2 separate regions of the Hordeum vulgare genome follow, and region 1 is linked to region 2. The links are chromatin contacts, called in public Hi-C maps. All regions are on one chromosome and are shown on one strand. Each heading gives the region's core, a stretch centred on a gene start, on an enhancer-like site or on the middle of the called end of the contact. The rest is flanking DNA. Distances are from core to core; before and after follow the strand shown. Region 1 holds the start of LOC123404271 (zinc finger protein CONSTANS-LIKE 10-like). Region 2 holds the start of LOC123401897 (probable glycosyltransferase 7).

Region 1 (4,918 bases), core at 1,220-3,719, 170 kb after region 2:
AATAGATGCATCTGTCGGTTTAATTTCTTTTCGTGCAAACAAAATTTAGTTGGATTCTAATAATATTATTTGATATTATTTTTATTTTCGATTGGGTTGCAATAAAACTACTTCGAACGTGCAACAATTGACAGTTTAATTTCAAATATTTGTATTTTCTCGAACGGACGAGATGCGATTGAAACGCGACCGCACGTGCACGTTGAACGTACGGCCGACGCATCCATGAATCCGGACGAACACGATTCTATTACCATCTCAAACGGAAGAAAAACGAACGAAGCATACACACGTTTGGATGGTGCGTGGGAGTTGGCCTTATAGTGTACCAATGATCAATCATGTTGTCAACTTGTCATCCATGCCGCCAGCCCAGTCCCGGCGCGCATGCATGCATCGGCGCCCCCGTTCCACTTCCACCATGTCGGTCCGCTCCGCGCCGCCCTGCGGGCCTGCGCCGGTAGAGAAAAACAAAAGCGAGCACACACGGGCGAGCGAGCGAGCGAGGGCAGAAGGGGAAAACGAGCCGGCTCGCCACTTGGCAAAAGGACGCTCATGTGGCAGGGCGCCAGTCGCCCCCTTATCCGGCACCCGAGTGACGCTTCTGCCCCCAAAAGCGCAAAAGAGCACTCGGAAAGGGCCCCGCCACCCCTCATCCCCTTGGCCCTTTTCTCCCTTTACCTCCCTATATTCTTCTTCTCCCTCTGCCGCTGCTGCGCTCTCCCTCCACCTATTCCACCTCCCCCTTTCGCTTATCCCCCCCTCTCTCTCTACCCGCACCCTCACCCTCCTCCAGAAAAGTCCTTTTTTAGTCCGGGCGCCCGTGGAAGCTTCGACGGTGGCACCTCCCTCCGTGCGTCGCGAGGCGACGGTCCGGTGAGGTCCCCTGCTACTGCTATGCCCTCCACCCGTAATGTGCATTCGGATAATTCCCTTTCTCGAGATGAATGCGAGCAGCTCACGACGGACAAAAAGTGCACGGGACGAGGGAGGAGGGCTTTGGGTGACGCAGGATGGTCAAAACCAGTCATGACTGTTATCAGAACACTTGCAAAGCCTAACGTTTATCTTTGCTTCATGATAGAAAGTTAGCCAAGTCCGTCATGCAAACCTATACAGAAACACGTTGGATTCGATGAGACAACACGTTTAGATTGCGCGGTCCGAACATTTGCGGGCGACGCCTTAACATGATGTTGTTAGAGCAAGTACAATAGTAGGCTATAAGCCCGTTTACACGACAATTTTATTTATGTGGAGGAGAGAGACATAAAAAAGTAAAGGAAGTGGGCTCTTATGCAAGAGCCTAGATATATGCGTGTTCCTAGACGCATGCAATAAATGTGAATAAAGAGATGGAGAGAAGATGAGAAAAAGTACTAATCCTATGGCCAACCTTATAGCTAACCGTGTTGTGTGAGTAAATGTATATGTTGGCTATGGATGATATGTCAACATCTTATAGCCAAGAGATGGTTGTATTATTAATCATGCTCTTAGGTCAACTCCAACATGCGACCCCATCTTGTCCGTCCGCATCCGTTTGGGGTAACGGGCAAAGCAGGTCTTCAGGAAGGATGTGGAGTGTGCTTTCGGTGTGCTTCAGTCTCAGTGGGGTATCGTTCGTAACTCTGCATTGACATGGAGTACGAAGAAGCTTTGGGAGGTGATGATTGCTTGTGTGATCATGCACAACATGATCGTGAATGATGAGCACAATGATAGCATCTACGACCAAGGGTTTGATTTCCAGAATGAAAATGTTGAGTCTGAGCATGCACCTCCTGCAACCTTTGAACAGTTTGTCCAATTTTATCGTGAATTGCGTGGCTTGAGGATGACTTGGTTGATCACACGTTGACTCACATTCACAACGAATAGATGTATTTGTTGGTTTAATTTTTTTTCGTGCAAACAAAATTTAGTTGGATTGTAATAATACTATTTGATATTATTTTTATTTTTTATTGGGTTGCGATAACACTATTTCATACGTGCAAGAATTGACAGTTTAATTTTAAATATTTATATTTTCTCAAACGGGCGAGATGGGATTGAAACACGGCCGCACATTGAACATACGGCCGACCCATCTACAAATCCGGACGGCCATTTAAATATTTGTAGCAATGATCAATCATGTTGTCATCCATGCCGCCAGCCCAGTCCCGGCGCGCATGCACGCATCGGCGCCGCCGTTCCACTTCCACCATGCCGGTCCGCTCCGCGCCGCCCCGCGGGCCCGCGCCGGCAGAGAAAAACAAAAGCAAACACACACGAGCGAGCGAGCGAGCGAGGGGCAGAAGGGGAAAACGAGCCGGCTCGCCACTTGGCGAAAGGACGCGCACGTGGCACGGCGCCAGTCGCCCCCTTATCCGGCGCCCGAGTGACGCTTCTGCCCCCAAAAGCGCAAAAGAGCACTCGGAAAGGGCCCCGCCACCCTCATCCCCTTTGTGCCCTTTTTCTCCCTATTCTTCTTCTCCCTCTGCCGCCGCTGCGCTCTCCCTCCACCTATTCCACCTCCTCCTTTCGCTTATCCCCCCCTCTCTCTCCACCCGCACCCTCCTCCTCCTCCTCCTCCTCCAGAAAAGTCCTTTTTTAGTCCGGGCGCCCGTGGAAGCTTCGACGGTGGCGCCTCCCTCCGTGCGTCGCGAGGCGGCGGTCCGGTGAGCTCCCCTGCTATGCCCTCCACCCGTTCTCGGTTGGCTCTGGTCGTTTCCTTGGTTTTTTAGCTCCACTTCATAGCAGCAGCAGCAGCAGCAGCAGCGGTCCGTCCGCGCGATGGGTTCCCTGGGTCCAGCTGCTGCTGCTGCCCCAAGCGATTGACTGGGTGTCCGGGTGGGATTAATTGCCGGAGTGTCCTTGCTCTCGGTGATCCGAGCGCTCGATTCTCGGGCCCTCCTCGTCCGCGTTCTCAAGTCTTTTTCCGTTTTTATTTCGCGGGCTCCTCACGTTTTAACTACTAACCCGTGTTGCGTGGAGCGTACGTGCGGCTCCGGCCGGTCTGGTTAGATTTGGTTGCTTAAATTCTCATCTCAGTTGCTTACGGCATGTATTCACCGTTTTCCACGCTTCGCTTTTCATACTGCCTCTGCCTGCCTACTGGCGTCTGGCGGCGTGGTCGAAAAGCACCGTGCCCATCTACAGGCTATAGCTATAGTAGTACTGCGCTTTGCTCATACGGCTCTCTTTTTTCTTTTCTCAGCAAGAGGCTATGGTTAGGCGCTGAAAGGGCATCCCTTTCGCGGCTTAAATACGGGCGTTTTCATTCATTCAATCAGAAAGACAAAGGTAATCCCAGGGAAAGTTCCTTGGCTCTATCCGTCCATGGTTTTCTTCAGGCTCAAGTTGGCATAAAAAGTGGGATTAGTGCCGCCCCCAGCTCGGATTAGGCAAGGCCACAACGATCTGTGAGGCAGCAAACTGAACGGAAAGGCGTCCGTTTCATGTGCAGAAATAGGGGCCTTCTGATAAGACGGGCAACCGATACGGCCATTTGCATTGCGCCCGGGGTCGGTAGCCTTCCGTAATTTCCATTTGTGCTCAGCTCCATCCCTTTTGCTTCTCAACCATGCTTGCTCAATGCTTTTGCTTGGTGCCTCCAGGTTGATACTTCTCTATCCTTTTCGGTGCTATAAAATGCATTGTGGTCTCCTCTCCCTCTCTCAGCCTCTCTGATTTCCGGAGCGAATGTAGTTTCAGTGTTGACTCCAACTTAACTTCTGTGGTGATTTTTTTATTGTTTCTTCCTATGCTTTATGGAGAATATACTACACGATTGCATATTATAACCATAATTAATAAATAAAATTGTAGTGTGCATCAAGAAGAAAAGTTCCCAAGACCAGTCAGTTGTACTTTTGCTTTTAAAAGTCGAATTCTTTATGTCCTGACGTGGCCGGCAATTCCAGGTGGACTCTGTCAAAACCAACTAAGTTTCTTTAAATGGAAATGCTCTATTAGCTAAATTTGGACGCGGTTAAATATTATCCTAGATCTGTGTTGTTACTAGCTGATGTCAAGATATGAATAAAATGGATCATTCTTGTTTCGTTCTTATATGGTGCCACTTTGGAGCATTCCTATTGGTTTTAGAACAGAGTAACTGACATCTGCATGGTCTCTGTCAAAGCACTATGGGCGGCATAAAACATGCCTTCTTTCCCTGTAAATTGTATACGTACACGTTGTTGCAAGTGGGTGGATTAGTTCCTAACTTGTTCCTTCTAGAATCATATTTATATATATCTGCCCAATATTAGTCAAATAAGCTTTCTTTGTTGATAACGATCTTTTGTATTTGCTTCCACATGTAGGATCCTTCACTGAATTGTACTAAGAAACCCAGGACAGTGCTTGTTGTAGTGGCAGTGGCACCAAGCAGCTAGAGGAAGGGGCCCAGGATCATGGGTGCTCTTTGTGATTTTTGCGGGGAGCAAAGGCCAACAATTTATTGCCGATCAGATGCCGCGTCCCTATGCTTATCGTGCGACCGTAATGTGCATTCGGCTAATTCCCTTTCTCGACGACATATGAGGACCCTTCTTTGTGATCGTTGTGCTTCACAGCCTGCGGCAGTCCGATGTCTTGAAGAGAACATTTCACTTTGCCAAAACTGTGATTGGAACGGGCATGGCGCGACATCCTTGGCTGCCGGGCATCTAAGGCAGACCATAAATTGCTACTCGGGGTGCCCATCATCAGAGGAGCTGGCAAGAATCTGGTCCTTTGATTTTGATGCCCCTTCTGCAGCTGCTGAGCCGAATTGTGAGGAAGGAATAAGCATGATGAGCATTAATGACAGTGGTGTCAGTAATCATTGTCACGATCAACAAGATAGCAGCTTGCTGGATATAGCTAACACATCACTCATCAGTGATCCACACACTGGCGAAAAGCTTAAATCCAGTGGCGAAAT
Region 2 (4,429 bases), core at 56-2,555:
TATCTAAGTTATTATGAACTTCATATTATTATGGGTTTCTTTTAAGAATTATGTTATTATACCTATGCCTATGTAGTTTTTTATTTAATGAGATAAGGCCCAGTTTAGGATTTTGTATAGGGCCTCCGATTTTGTCCGCTCGGCGGAACCAACCCCATCAGTCACACGTATGTGTCCAAACAATTTGAGATGTTCGGTTGCACGGATAAATGAGATTTCGTTGCGCATGTTCGCGCGCAGACACGTTCGGGCCGTAGTTTTTTTGGAAAAGGGGGACGTCCGGACAGTATGAGGGGTCAAATTATAGCCCAATCTAACTAAAGATGCTCTTAGTTGATATTGTTCACAGGTTCGTGTGGTCGGAAGGAATCACTGGGGGTGTAGCAGACTAGTGGGTCGTCGATGCTCAAGTCGCGGGCTTTTGGGCTTTTCGACAGCGATGGCATGCATGAGCATGAATGATGCATGCACACGCAAAATTCTGCTCTCATGTATTCCCTCTGAGCGCGCACGCAGATGCAGCCCTCCATGGCCACTGGCTGCTCGGCAGGCAGTCACAGGCTCACAGCGGCTGCAGAAAGCCGGAATCTCGTCGTGCACTGGCGACGGCTCATGCAGCGCAACGCTTGACAAGCCAGCCTCGTGCGCTCGCTCAGTTGATTACTGCCACACACACACACTACGATTTACCATGCCGCTCTTTCCCTTCCCATGCCCCGTTCTTCTCCGTGTGCAAGATCGATTGCTTCCTTCAGTTCAAATTCAGAACCGGAGTACAAAAAACGTTGCAAAAGTGAAAAGTTGATCGAGGAACATGGAAGTACCTTTCTATCTATCTGGTGCCGACAGTTGATCACGGAAGAAAGAAAGAAGGAAGAAGAGGCAACAAGTCAAGCGATCTTGTTGTGTGCGGGCCGTGGAGCCAGGCAGGCAGGTCACCGCCGGGTGCCGGCCGTCACCTTTTGGCTGTTAGTTTCGGTTTGTTATTATGCAATGAAACAAACCAAAATGCGGCTGTCATTTCCATCCCCTCTCAGGAAAAAAAGGGTCCTAACCTACGATCCAAAGCGGCGCCTGCTTGCGGTTGCGGCGGTGCCCTCTTCCATCTGCTACCCATCCCAGTACACGGTACACCTCACTCGGACACAACGACGCATGCGCCTCCATCGATTGGAGTTGATCGCGTTTGGAGTTTTGGACGCATGCATGCCAGCCCCAGGCACGCACGCTGTACGTGCCACCGGCTAAACGACTCGCGGGCGCGACTTTATATGTTCACGGCCTTCACCCCGCGCTCGCCTCACGATGCCAGTCAGCCAGCCAGTACGCGCCATGCATGCCACCGCCGCGCCTGCGGTGCGCTAGAAGTACGGCGCCCCGGCACGGCCAACGGCACCGCACCGGGCTGCTCTGCTTGGCATTGGCACCGGCATGGCGCGCTCCCTCCTCGGCGACGCGCTCCTCTTCTCCGCCGGCGCCGCGGTGGCCGCCGTGCTGCTGCTGACGCTGTCCTCGCCCTTCACTCCGCCCGCCGTCCTGCTGGGACGACGGTCGTCGTCGTCCGCTGCTGCTGGTGGTGGTGATCGGCGGACCTTCTACGACGACCCGGAGGTGACGTACACCGTGGACCGTCCCATCACCGGGTGGGACGAGAAGCGCGCCCAATGGCTCCGCGCGCACCCGGAGCTGGCCGGCGCCGGCGAGGGACGCGTCCTGATGGTGTCCGGCTCGCAGCCGGCGCCGTGCCGCTCCCCTACCGGCGACCACCTGCTGACGCGGCTCCTCAAGAACAAGGCGGACTACTGCCGCCTCAACGGCGTGCAGCTGCTGTACAACACGGCGCTGCTCCGGCCGTCCATGGACCGGTACTGGGCCAAGATCCCGGTGGTCCGGGCCGCCATGGTGGCGCACCCGGAGGCGGAGTGGTTCTGGTGGGTGGACTCGGACGCCGTGCTCACCGACATGGACTTCCGCCTCCCGCTGCGCCGGTACCGTGGCCACAACCTCGTCGTCAACGGCTGGCCGCGCCTCGTGTACGACGAGGCGAGCCCGTCGTGGACGGGCCTCAACGCCGGCGTGTTCCTCGTGCGCAACTGCCAGTGGTCGCTCGACTTCATGGACGCCTGGGCCGCCATGGGGCCCGACTCGCCGGACTACGAGCGGTGGGGCGCCGTGCTCACGTCCACGTTCAGGGACAAGCTGTTCAACGAGTCGGACGACCAGTCGGCGCTGGTGTACATGCTGCAGCACAGGGGCAGCCCGTGGCGGGAGAAGGTGTTCCTGGAGAACGGCTACTACTTCCAGGGCTACTGGGTGGAGATCGTGGGGCGGCTCGGCGGCATCGCGGCGCGGTACGAGGCGATGGAGCGGCGGGCGCCGGCGGTGGCGCTGCTGCGGAGGCGGCACGCGGCGAGCTGGGAGCACGAGGGGTACGCGCAGGCGAGGGAGGCGGCGCTGGCGGGCGCGGGGCTCGCGGAGAGCGGCGTCAAGGGGTGGAGGCGGCCGTTCGTGACGCACTTCACGGGGTGCCAGCCATGCAGCGGCGACCGGAACCGGGACTACTCCGGGGACAGCTGCGACGACGGCATCCGGCGCGCGCTCAACTTCGCCGACGACCAGGTGCTCAGGGACTACGGGTTCCGGCACGCCGGCCCGCTCAGCGACGACGTGCGGCCGCTGCCGTTCGATTACCCCGCGGCGGCCGGGAGGCGCTGACAACGGAACCGGCGAGTCATCATCGATCTTTTTTTTTTCCTTTTTGAGAAGAGTCATCGTCGACCTGACGAGTGGCGAGTTTTGTCTTCGTGCTGTTGTTGTTCAGTACACACTGGATGTCCGCCGTTTTCCATTTTCTCCTACTAATAAAAAGTTGCCCAGTACTACTATACACCACGCCGTTTTTTAGTCTTCGAGGGTTTATGCAGTGCTAGTACTAGTAAGCTAGCAAAGCAGTCTCCCTCCAGAAGAAAGAGAAGAATTTCAAAAATAATAACAGAGATATTGGATAGTTTGGAATCAGAAGATTGTTTCAGCTTTAGGCAGCAGATTCTCGTACAAAATAAATAAATAAATAAACAGCTACTCGTAATTAAAATCAGCTTTGGGAGCTGAATAGGGATTCTATCCATTTTCAGTGCAATTGGTTGAAGCACGCCCAGGCGCGCTTCAATAGCAAACAAGTGAAGCCAATCCATTGGGTGATTCAAAGCCAACTGAAGCTGAAACAAAACAAGGCAAAGAAAGGACTCAAAAGCAGAACTGGGAAAACATGGATGTCCTCAAAGGGGAATCTGGTTAGCGGTTCAAATGGCCCTATGCGCGCACAAGCAAACTTTGATCGTCTATCAATCCGATCAAGCAGCAGTCATATCTAAACGCGTCCAAAAAAAATAGCAAGTGAAAGTTGAAAAAAAAAACGCTGTACCAAATAAAATAGGTTTTATTTTCAATTCCTAAGAACAATTTGCTTAGCTAAGAGTTTCTTTGATTTATAGAATTCTCAAAACAAAGGAATATAATAACACAAGATCAGGGGCATGCCCTATCTATCTCAAATCACTAAACTACAGGAATAACAACATGCAGGGTTTTCCTAAGGATCTATAAATCCTCAAAATCTCCTGTTAATTTCCTTTAAATCAAAGGAGCCCTAAGACTAAATTAGATTTTATGTTGGTTTACTAGTCATCATTCTAGCTAAAACCATTGAACCTACAAATTCAATCTGCCCTACCAGAGACGTCGCCTACAGAAAACAAAATCATTTTCAAACTGCTCTACGAAATATACGACTCAAACTAGAAGTAAAAAACTGCACGAAGAGATACTACTCACAGAGAAGTAAACAGACAAGCAGAGATGCATAAAAACACAGGCCACAACAACAGTTTTCATCGTTCAGGCGAGCCAGGCCATCGGGTAAACCAGCAGCTAGACAAGCTAGTTTCCAAAAGTCAAGGTTCAACCAGCCAGACCTAGAGCTGGCACACGGGTGCATGGTGCGGCTTCTACATACAGACAACTTGATTTCGGCTCTCAAAGAAAGAAGTCGATTTCAATGAACATCCATCCATACACCAGAGAGACCCCCGTTCCAGATTCTTCATTGCTCGATCAGCTGCATATATGTTTAAGATTAATACCCATTCAGAAATTTAGATCGTTAAGAAAGGCGGGTGATCAGGAAGTGGTGTGGTTCAAAGATTAATACCCATATACTTATCACAGCTGAGGTTCACTTGGAGGCTTTTATTTTAGCAAGGGCAGTAAGGGCCTCCGCGATCTTGCCTTCATTGATCGACCTAGTGGCCTGTGCAAAGAAATTTGGATTTTGCAGGACTGAGTTCCTATTCCTGGTAATATATAAAATGGCATGTATCCCAAATGTCAGCAAAAGACACTGACCTTGAGAGACGGTATGAGTGCATAA

What was found. Hi-C and Micro-C count contacts between places; a contact is called where the count stands out from the background.
Region 1: a contact with region 2 is called in a Hi-C map of leaf, with 7 times the contacts expected there. The contact joins the promoter of LOC123404271 here to the promoter of LOC123401897 in region 2. A contact is called at or near these places in 4 of 6 Hi-C or Micro-C datasets (leaf and seedling) and 1 of 1 datasets of contacts at active chromatin or transcription factors (embryo).

Annotation. Positions count from the first base shown.
Region 1 is chr6H:484,175,694-484,180,611 of MorexV3_pseudomolecules_assembly, forward strand. LOC123404271 (zinc finger protein CONSTANS-LIKE 10-like) reads left to right here and starts at 2,470. Exons shown (of 5, transcript XM_045098194.1): 1 at 2,470-2,666; 2 at 4,317-4,918. The coding sequence starts at 4,407.
Region 2 is chr6H:484,010,871-484,015,299 of MorexV3_pseudomolecules_assembly, forward strand. It overlaps LOC123401897 (probable glycosyltransferase 7), which reads left to right and starts at 1,306. Exons shown (of 1, transcript XM_045095755.1): 1 at 1,306-2,887. The coding sequence starts at 1,432. The coding sequence ends at 2,715. It overlaps LOC123401898 (DNA-directed RNA polymerases IV and V subunit 4-like), which reads right to left. Exons shown (of 10, transcript XM_045095756.1): 8 at 4,405-4,429; 9 at 4,211-4,309; 10 at 3,842-4,117. The coding sequence ends at 4,235.